Linked DNA regions of Bombyx mori: region 2 is linked to region 1. Evidence: chromatin contacts called from public Hi-C data. All regions are on one chromosome and are shown on one strand. Each heading gives the region's core, a stretch centred on a gene start, on an enhancer-like site or on the middle of the called end of the contact. The rest is flanking DNA. Distances are from core to core; before and after follow the strand shown.

Region 1 (5,415 bases), core at 1,501-4,000:
TTATTAAACTTAACACGTACTCTAGCAGATTACTAGTTAAATCCGTTTTAAAACGTGGATAACCGAAGGAAAACAATTCGTTTGGACATTCTTAGTGTATGAATCTAAAGACCATGCACTATTATTGTCTTGACTGATTCGTCGCTAAGGAAACATTACTTTGACACATCACACAGGTTTACAATAACACACATTTGATTACTTGACACATAAAATTATACTTCGTACTCTGAAACTAAGGTATTCCCGGTAATATGTTAATTAAAACTGATCGATGTTATCAAATATTCAATGTTTGCTTACACGATTGTGCAGAGGTTACGCCATTTTTAACTATTACGAAGGTTTCGCGGCAAAAACGTGTTGATTACATCAAAATTGAGCAGCCAAAGTAAATTCGGATAAGAAAATGAATATTTACATTACATTTTGTTCATTAAACTCCAAGTTTTATTAAGGTCGAATTTGGTTTGCAACAAAAAACACATGTGGAACTTTAATTTCGTGTTAGCGCCAGTGTGCTTAGTGCGAGTTTTTTAACGTTCTCGATAACGTAAAAGTTAACTCGATTTGTATGCAATTGGAACAGCGCCCCTAGCGGCAAACATAGGCAAACGATCCAACTCCATACAAATTTGAGTTAACTTTTACGCTATCCAGAACGTTAAAGAACTCTCACTAAGCACACAGATGTGTACGTGTTAAGTTTTGTTTTTCTTCGATCGCTTCGACCGGTTAATGAGCTCACGGCCCACCTTGTGTTAAGCGGCTACCGGAGCCCATAGACATCTACAAAGTAAATGCGCTACCAGCCTCGAGACATGAGTTCTAAGGTCTCAGTATAGTTAAATGGCTGCCCCACCGTTCAAACCGAAACGCATTACTGCAACGCTAGGTGGGCTGTGAGCTCGTCCGCCCATCTAAGCAATAAAAAAAGAGTATTGCTGTGTTGGTTACTTAAAGTCATTATGACGTCACAATCGTTTCGAAGTCCAATGCGTGACGTCACTGCGTTGCTGTCCAAGGACCGCTTCGTAGTCGTCTCCGAACTCTGAAGGCGATTATTGATTTAAATTGTGTCTTCGAAAATATCGGTATTGTGTGTGTTCAGTGCTCGCGATGCGCACACACACACAGACGCGCGATAGTGGTGCTTGTCGAACTTCAACGAGGCAGGGCTGTCGGAAGCTCCGTAATTGAGGGCCGGGCTTCGGAAGCTTGGAGAGCGTGCTTGCTAAGTGCGAGTTTTTTTTAACGTTAACTGGTGGTAGGACCTCTTGTGTACTGGTGGTAGGACCTCTTGTGAGTCCGCACGGGTAGGTACCACCGCCCTGCCTGTTTCTGCCGTGAAGCAGTAATGCGTTTCTGTTTGAAGGGTGGAGCAGCCGTTGTAACTATACTCGAGATCTTTAGAACTTCTCAAGGAGTGTGGCGCTTTTACGTCGTAGATGTCTATGAGCTCCAGTAATCATCTAAGACCGGGTGGGCTGCGAGCTCGTCCACCCATCTAAGAAAAAAAAAACAAAGGAACTAAGACCAATTAACTTAAAGTGTATATCTATACATATACTTATTCACTGGTGGCAGGACCTCTTGTGAGTCCGCACGGGTAGGTACCACCACCCTGCCTATTTCCGCCGTTAATCAGTAATGCGTTTCGGCTCGAAGGGTGGGGCAGCCGTTGTAACTATACTGAGACCTTACAACTTAGTGGGTGGTGGGTGGCGCATTTGCGTTGTAGATGTCTATGGGCTCCAGTAACCACTTAACACCAGGTGGGCTGTGAGCTCGCCAATCAATCAAAGAAATAAAAAAAATAAAAAATGCACTACTACCCTTAAGCATCAAACGATCGTCCTCGCCGGAAATTTTCAAGTTCAAATTAAACTCGCACTACCTTGCACAATAATATGGCTCCTACGATATAACTGTACAAGTTGCTACTTATTTTGTATTTACTTGGATATTTTTAGTATTTATTTCTATTTAATCGTATGTAAGTCTATCTTATATTGTATTTATTTTTAACATATGTATATAAGTATATATTTTTATGTAAGTTTATTAAGATATAGCACCGCCCCGTTCGCTTATTCCTCTCCCTGCAAGGTTGCCTGGAAGAGATCGCTTTCAGCGATAAGGACGCCAATTTATGTCACCGTCTATTATTTGTTTTATATACTTACTCTGTACATATGACGTTAAATAAAGTGTTAATTTATTATTATTATTAAAAAAATAGCACCAAAACCGCGTGCTTATTTATGTAGCGCATCGCCAACCCTGACCTCACGCACACACTCAAAACAACGGATATATGAAACCGAATGCTTGTCAAACTAAATGGATACGCGATTAGGGTTGTCCGAAACAACGGATTATCGACTGTCGATGTCGATGATCGCATTGTGTTTTCGTAATAGCTGTACGTACGTCATCACGTGAGCCCGCATGGATAGGTACCACCGTCTCGCCTACTTCTGCCACGAAGCTATAATGCGTGGTATGCAAGCCCTTGTACTATAGAACTGATACTTAGAACTTATGTCTCGAGGTAAGTGGCGGCATTTACGCTGTAGATGTCTATCCAGTAACCGCTTAGCACCAGGTGAGTCGTGAGCTCGTTCCCATCTACTGCGAAAATGAAAAAGTAAAGTTATATTTCGTAATTTAACAAAAGTTTTGTAGTGATGCTAAAGTTATAATAAACACTTCATCGACATTGAATTAGTCCCGTCACTACGCGTTAGCACGGAGAGGTATGTTCGTATTATTATTAGCAGAGATAAAGGCCGTTGCACACCGGCGCCAAAAAAATAATAATAATTAAACTCACAATACCCTGCAGCTCTGTACTGATCCCTAGCTCTTCTCGTACACAAACAGACACAGATCCGACCTACATCTAGCCTCTAGTCCTATACTACACTACTGTAGACACAGTCCCCTGCAGCTCTGTACTGATTCCGAGCTCTTCTCGTACACAAACAGACACAGATCCGACCTACATCTAATTGAGAGTCCTATACTACCCTACTGTAGACACAGTCCTCTGCAGCTCTGTACTGATCCTGAGCTCTTCTCGTACACAAACAGACACAGATCCGACCTACATCTAATTGAGAGTCCTATACTACCCTACTGTAGACACAGTCCTCTGCAGCTCTGTACTGATCCTGAGCTCTTCTCGTACACAAACAGACACAGATCCGACCTACATCTAATTGAGAGTCCTATACCACCCTACTGTAGACACAGTCCCCTGCAGCTCTGTACTGATCCTGAGCTCTTCTCGTACACAAACAGACACAGATCCGACCTACATCTAATTGAGAGTCCTATACCACCCTACTGTAGACACAGTCCCCTGCAGCTCTGTACTGATCCTGAGCTCTTCTCGTACACAAACAGACACAGATCCGACCTACATCTAATTGAGAGTCCTATACCACCCTACTGTAGACACAGTCCCCTGCAGCTCTGTACTGATCCTGAGCTCTTCTCGTACACAAACAGACACAGATCCGACCTACATCTAATTGAGAGTCCTATACTACCCTACTGTAGACACAGTTCCCTGCAGCTCTGTACTGATTCCGAGCTCTTCTCGTACAGAAACAGACACGTATCCGACCTACATCTAGGCGAGAGTACTACTAACAGCATGTCTACATTACTGTAGACACAGTCCTTTACAGCTCTGTACTGATCCCTAGTTCTCCTAGAGGCGGGTGAGGTCGCGGGAATCACCTAGCTCCCAGTCTATATAAATACATGAAACATTAAAATATCTTCAACGTAACCTACACATGAGGCTAAAATCGGAAATCGACTTTTACTCGGACCAAATGGTTTTGATACTTGAAATATTTCATAATAAATTTTCTTTGAAAAATTAAACTTATAAAATGTGAATTATCCTAAACTTCTTCTGAATTATTGTAATATATATTTCGTAAGTGGAATTTAAAATTAATATCTTTAAAGATCTTACATACAGTTTAAATGCCGTAGAAGTAAAGCAACTTACTTACATATACATATAATTTACGAATGTTTTCACGCCCCATTGATTTGTTTTTTAAAGAAAACATTTTCTATAATAAACCGTTTGATAATTGTCAATTTATGTGTATAGTATAATTAAAAGAAAAACCAAAAGTATTAAATTCAATTATAGAAAGATTAAACAGTACATCGCATGTCCACATAAAAGCGTTTCCATTACGAAATCATGTGACACTGTGTCATTTGAATTTGGCGTTATCTGACACTGTGTCCGCTTTTACTATGAAACTTCAACGTAGCTGGAAAACGATGCACTCGTGGAACGCGACAGCAAATTTTATATTTGCCGTTCAATAATATTTTGTGAGCCTTAACTTAAGCGGATAAGGACGTAATCTTCGAAAATGGAACTTATAGTAAATTTGTACAATTAGTTCTGTGTTCGTGTGTGTGTATTGAAACCGGAATGCCTTGCACTTACGAAAGTCAAACAAAAATATAGATGTGGCATTTTTATTGATTAGGTGTTGTGATGTTTCTTTTAACAAGTCCTTTTTTTATTGCATATATGAGTGGACGAGCTCACAACCCACCTGGTTTTAAGTGATTACCGGAGCCCAGATACATCTACAACGTAAATGCCACCACCCAACTTGAGATATGAGTTATGAGGTCTCAGTATAGTTACAACGGCTGCCCCACGCTTGAAACCGAACCGCATTACTGCTTCACGCCAGAAATATGCAATTACTGGTGGTAGGACCTCTTGTGAGTCCGCACGGGTAGGTACCAACACCCTGTCCATTTCTGCCGTGAAGCAGTAATGCGTTTCGGTTTGAAGGGCGGGGTAGCCGTTGTAACTATACTGACACCTTAGAACTTATATCTCAAGATGGGTGGCGCATTTACGTTGTAGATGTCTATAGGCTCCAGTAACCGCTTAACACCAGGTGGGCTGTAAACTCGTCCACCCATTTAAGCAATAAAAAAAACGTCTAAATAATACAGAAGAAAAATCACATGGGATTAAACCATATCAAACGAACGTTTTTGATAAAAATTATCTATTTATTGCTCAACACTGTTTCCACTCGCGCATATCTCATTGTCTTCTGAGATGATAAAACAGATAAAATAAGATGACAGTAAAAAACACCATATCATTAAAACAACAACAATGAATCCAAAATTTACATTTGACAAATGTGAGGACTTTTTGGCGGGAGCGCGGGGAGCGAATTGTTTTATTTTGTCTATTTAGTGTTTCTTCAGGTTTAAATGTGTAATAACGGTGGTTTGTTAACTGTTTAGAATCAGTGAAAGTGGAATAATGTGGTCAAAATAAAACAAAGCTGCCGGACATAGCTTCTCGGGACCCTCATAAAAGTCCATTGAAAAAATCTCAGT
Region 2 (5,415 bases), core at 1,429-3,928, 61 kb after region 1:
CGACCAGTACAAAATACAGTCCACGCTCTACACATATACTAATAATAGAAGAATATAATGTACGGTGACAAACAAAAATATATTTATATTGATCACACAATAAAAAATCCTTACGGCGGAAGTGGCATTGGATTGGTCACATTTTGAGAAAGCCCGATACCCATCTCTCAAAGAGAGCGCTGACCTGGAGAGTGTCTGGCAAGAGGAAGAGAGGCCGCCCCAGAACAACCCGGCTATGGAATGAGCTCCCCTCCACGGTGTTTCCCGAGCGCTATGACATGTCCTTCTTCAAACGAGGCTTATGGAGAGTATTAAGCGGTAGGCAGCGGCTTGGCTCTGCCCCTGGCATTGCTGAAGTCCATGAGCGACGGTAACCACTCACCATCAGGTGGGCCGTATGCCCGTCTGCCTACAAAGGCAATAAAAAAAAAAAAAAAAAAAAAAAAAAAAAACTTGGCGTCGCTCGGTGGCTCGGAGCTAGGGGTCTTGGGCATGACGTGGGAGGAGCTAGAACAGACTGCCCAAGACCGATGTAAATGGAAAAATTTGATTCGAGCCCTACATCCCAGCAGAGGGTAATAGGAAGGAATGATAATGATGATGACACAATAAAAAAAACAAATAGGTACTATATCAGGAGGTACTTATTTGGCTTAAGCGACATTTTTGCAATTCTACAGGAGAGCCAATTAAATTTGAAAATTTGGAAAAAATATCATAACAAAACATAAACTTCTTCAGATACTTGAATGGAGTAAACATTATAGAAGTGATTTATTATTTTATACTGGTGGTAGGACCTCTTGTGAGACCGCGCGGGTAGGTAAAAAAAAAAAAGGTACCCCCACCACCACCCTGCCTATTTCTGCCGTGAAGCAGTAATGCATTTCGGTTTGAAGGGTGGGGCAGCCGTTGTAACTATACTGAGATCTTAGAACTTATATATAACGACCACACGGGAAGCGTCAGCTTTCTAATAAAAAAAGAATCATAAAAATCGATTCACCCAGTCAAAAGTTATGAAGTAAAAATAAAAAACAATAAAAAAAACATACCGTCGAATTGAGAACCTCCTCCTTTTTTGAAGTCGGTTAAAATACTCTCAATTGGACGACGGATAATGATGTATCTGTGTCGCGAAGCGGGGCAACCGCTAAGCATATCGAGACCTCATGACCTCATGTATTAAAGTAGGTCATACACGATGCGTTATATGTGCTATGAAGCAGTTTCCAACGGGGCAGTTGTTATACAGATCGAGACCTCATGACCTGAATGTCTCAAAGTGTGTCATGCACGATGCGTCATTTGTGTCGTGAAGCAGTTTCCAACGGGGCAGCCGCTATACTGATCGAGACCTCAAGACCTCATGTCTCAAGGTGGGTCATGCGCGTTACGTCGCGAACTTATCGTCACACACGTAATCAGTTCTCGATCGCTCACTAAAACTCATGAGCGGTCATGGTGCCAATAATGATAATAAGCTTCGAAATAAACATCTAAATAAATTAATAATCTATACATATAAATAAAATTGGAGTGTCTGTTTGTAATATTGAAATAACCACTTTTTACTACATGCATGCATCTCATATTTTTAAACGAGAAATTCTTGTATATAAATCTATATATATAATCTGATCTCGGAAACGGCTCCCAACGATTTTCATAAAATTTAGTATACAGGGGATTTCGGGGGCGATAAATCGATCTAGCTACGATTTATTTTCAGAAAATGTTATTTTATTCGTGTTTTCAATAATCAACTCTTCCCGACATCTATTAGCGAATAATAAAACTATTTTTCTTAATTGAGGGCAACTAGCCGCTTTAAGGACACACAAGATGGCGTTATCAATAAAAAAAAAACGAGCAAAACTCGGTCATCATCTAGTATTTTTTTACTCTATTATATAATAATAATATAATATTTGTGATTTATAATACATATTATTATATATTCGCTCCGAATTTCGGGTTCCGTACTCTCGAACTACCGATGACTTGATAACTACCGTCTGATTTGTGAATAAATAAATAAATTTCTAAAAAGATTAAACTTTAATCTGTTCACGAAAAAAACGAATCAAATAAAAAAATAAAACTTCTCGATTATCAAAAACATTAACCGGTTTAAGCCTCCCAAAACCGGTTACAAGTTCCGGTTATGGCCGGTCAATAATCCGCGCGGGGGCGCGGTACGATCGTGCGATCCTAAACCCACACGTCGTCAGACGAGGACCGACAGAAGAAGTCTGGCTTCGGTTAGCTGATTCCATCTAAAGGGGGAAATTGTCAGCTTAAGTCCCAACCACACAAAGCTGGACGAATTGACATCTGATTGACACACAGAAGGACTTGTGAGTCCGCGCGGGTAGGTACCACCATCCTGCCCAATTCTGCCGTAAGGCAGTAATGCGTTTCGGTTTGAAAGGTGGGACAGCCGTTGTAACTATACTGAGACCTTAGAAAGTATTTCTCAAGGTGGGTGGCGCATTTACGTTGTAGATGTCTATGGGCTCCGATAACCACTCAACACCAGGTGGGCTGAGAGCTCGTCTACCCAACTAGGCAATAAAAAAAGTTTTATGTGTGCGTGTTTTTAATAATTTGTTTGTACCACACCAAACACGCTGTCCGCTCCGCTCGTGCCTCGGGCCAAGTCCCGACATCATTCTATTATTAGCATTCAATCGATAAGCGAACTTAAATATGACACGAATACGTAGGTACTCAGAGTGTGCTTAGTGCGAGTTTTTTTTAACGTTCTCGATAGCGTAAAAGTTAACTCATATTGAATGGGTTCGTTTGCCTACGTTTGCCGCTAGGGGCGCTGTTCCGACTCCATACAAAATTGGGTTAACTTTTACGCTATCGAGAAAGTTAAAAAACTCGCACAAAGCACACTGAACTGCGTGAGTTTCACTCGTGGCTATCTTTTTTTTTCTTACCTAAGCTGATAGGATAGCCTTAAAAGGCTATTTCAGCGTAACCTTAGCTAATAGGTGAGCTCACGGGGCTCTAACCGGAGTGATGCCAACACTGGCCCTAGCAAGAGCAGTGCTTCGCAGAATCTACCACCGGATCGGAAACGCGACCCACTGAGAAGATCCGACGAGAAACTCAGTGGGCTGTGTCTGTAGGTTAATTCACTCGTCGAGCCCTTCGTCGCAAGCGACGGGTCCGACGAGAACGGTGCTTGAGCTACCTAAAAGCACCGTTAGTGGATCGGGAGGATCCGAAATGACGTGTCCTCCCTGAGATGTCGTAGGTCTCTTGTATTTATTTCACCGGCGAAAGTGACCCGCCCGCCAATCATAAGAAACGTCAAACAGATTTTACTTTTAATTCTCAAGTATAATCTAAATGAGTACCAAGCAGCGTTTTGCGTTCAATGAGAAGTCGGCCATTTTGTTGTCGCGTGACGTCATCGCATTGTCATATTACTACGCCCGAACGGTTTTGATACTATTAATTTATTATTATATTAATTTAACACGTGAAACAAAAACTTTGTACCCATTTTTAGGAAAATTGCGCGGATGGAGGAGCATGAAATTTAGGACACTTATAGAGAATATCGTCGTTGCCAATTTAAAATCTCCTATGTGACATTTCGGGCCAAAATAATGTTTTCATATATTATGAAAGTTATTTTGAAGTTGGTACCTATAACTCAGCAAAAACTCCCGTGTGCATACATATCTTAATATTTCACTATATTACGCGTCAATCTCAAAAAAATGCTAAGTGTCGGTTTGCATTTTATTGTAGATCAAAGTATGCTATGTGTTAAAAAAAATATTTGCATTTTTGTTCTTCAGGAGATAGTTTTATTTTAGATTTTCTCGAAAACTACATTTTAAACTCATAGGAGATTTCAAATTTGCAACGACAATATAGAGAAGTAGTGCAGAATGTTAATATTTTTTTAAATTATGCATCAAAAAAAATTTTTTTTTTTATTGCCATTGTAGGCAGTCGAGCATATGGACCACCTGATGGTGAGTGGTTACCGTCGCCCATGGACTTCAGCAATGCCAGGAGCAGAGCCAAGCCGCTGCCTACCGCTTAATACTCTCCACAAGCTTCGTTTGAAGAAGGACATGTCATAGCGCTCGGGAAACACCGTGAAGGGGAGCTCATTCCATAGCCGGATGGCACGTGGCAAAAAAAACCTCTGGAAACGCACTGTGGATGACCGCAGTGGCTCCAGGTAGTATGGATGAACTCTACTCCGGTGGCGGGCGGTGCGATGGTAAAAACGAGATGCCGGCATCATCTCGAACAATTCCTCAGAGCACTCCCCATGGAACATACGGTACAAAATACAGAGGGAACCGAAGTCCCTCCGCAGACCCAGAGGTTACCGTCGCTCATGGACGTCAGCAATGCCAGGGGCAGAGCCAAGCCGCTGCCTACCATAATAAATCAATATAAAAAAAAATTAAATCAATATAAAAAAAACATTACATACACTAACGTGTATTTGACACACACACGCATGCATACTATTTGTTTATTGTCAAACTTTTCTTATTGTTTAAAGTCTGTGGTCAAATTGAGAATAGATTAATATTGTTTGTCCTTAATATTATTTGTCTATAATGTAGTCTTGGCGAAATCTGTGATTATAGAAGTATAATAGTCTTTGACAATAGCACCATAATAATGTACAAACTTATGATTTCAATTAATTATATTCGAAGTCGTTGTGGCCTAAATGATAAGACGTCCGGTGCATTCGTGTTGAAGCGATGCACCGGTGTTCGAATCCCGCAGGCGGGTACCAATTTTTCTAATGAAATACGTACTTAACAAATGTTCACGATTGACTTCCACGGTGAAGTAATAACATCGTGTAATAAAAATCAAACTCGCAAAATTATAATTTGCGTAATTACTGTGGTAGGACCTCTTGTGAGTCAATGCGGATAGGTACCACCACCCTGCCTATTTCTGCCGTGAAGCAGTAATGCGTTTCGGTTTGAAGGGTGGGGCAGCCGTTGTAACTATACTGAGACCTTAGAACTCATCTCAAGGTGGGTGGTGCATTTACGTTGTTGATGTCTATGGGCTCCAGTAACCACTTAACGCCAGGTAGGCGGCCCCAGTATGCAGGAACTGCGCATCAGCCAAACTCGGAGACACCGAGCACAACGCATTTAGTGCTGAGTGCCCAGTGCGGCGAAAATGGGACGCGCTAGCCAGGGCTACAACGGCGTACTGCTAAGGGCGACCACAGTGGACAGCATGGCTCACCATCCCACAGTAAAACCCCAGAGACGGAGACCAAAATCTACAAATTGGCCCAGGTTAACCTCCAACGCAAGGAACTTGCAACAAATGAGGTCATAATAGAAGCCAACAAAACGAAGTTCGACTTCGTGCTAGTACAAGAACCGTACGTGGGTG

Evidence for each region. A called contact is a pair of places that touch in the nucleus more often than the background predicts.
Region 2: a Hi-C map of midgut shows a contact between it and region 1, with 1.6 times the contacts expected there. The contact joins two enhancer-like sites. A contact is called at or near these places in 2 of 7 Hi-C or Micro-C datasets (midgut and whole pupa).

Annotation. Positions count from the first base shown.
Region 1 is chr24:18,308,286-18,313,700 of ASM3026992v2, forward strand. The region is part of intron 1 of LOC101740963 (AT-rich interactive domain-containing protein 5B); the gene reads left to right. Among protein-coding and RNA genes, the nearest start is that of LOC101740963, 2.9 kb to the left of the region's middle. Within about 2 kb of position 2,751, at least 8 of the 8 cell types and tissues checked have open chromatin away from gene starts, as enhancers often do.
Region 2 is chr24:18,369,628-18,375,042 of ASM3026992v2, forward strand. All of the region lies in intron 3 of LOC101740963 (AT-rich interactive domain-containing protein 5B), which reads left to right. Among protein-coding and RNA genes, the nearest start is that of LOC101740817, 53 kb to the right of the region's middle. Within about 2 kb of position 2,679, at least 7 of the 8 cell types and tissues checked have open chromatin away from gene starts, as enhancers often do.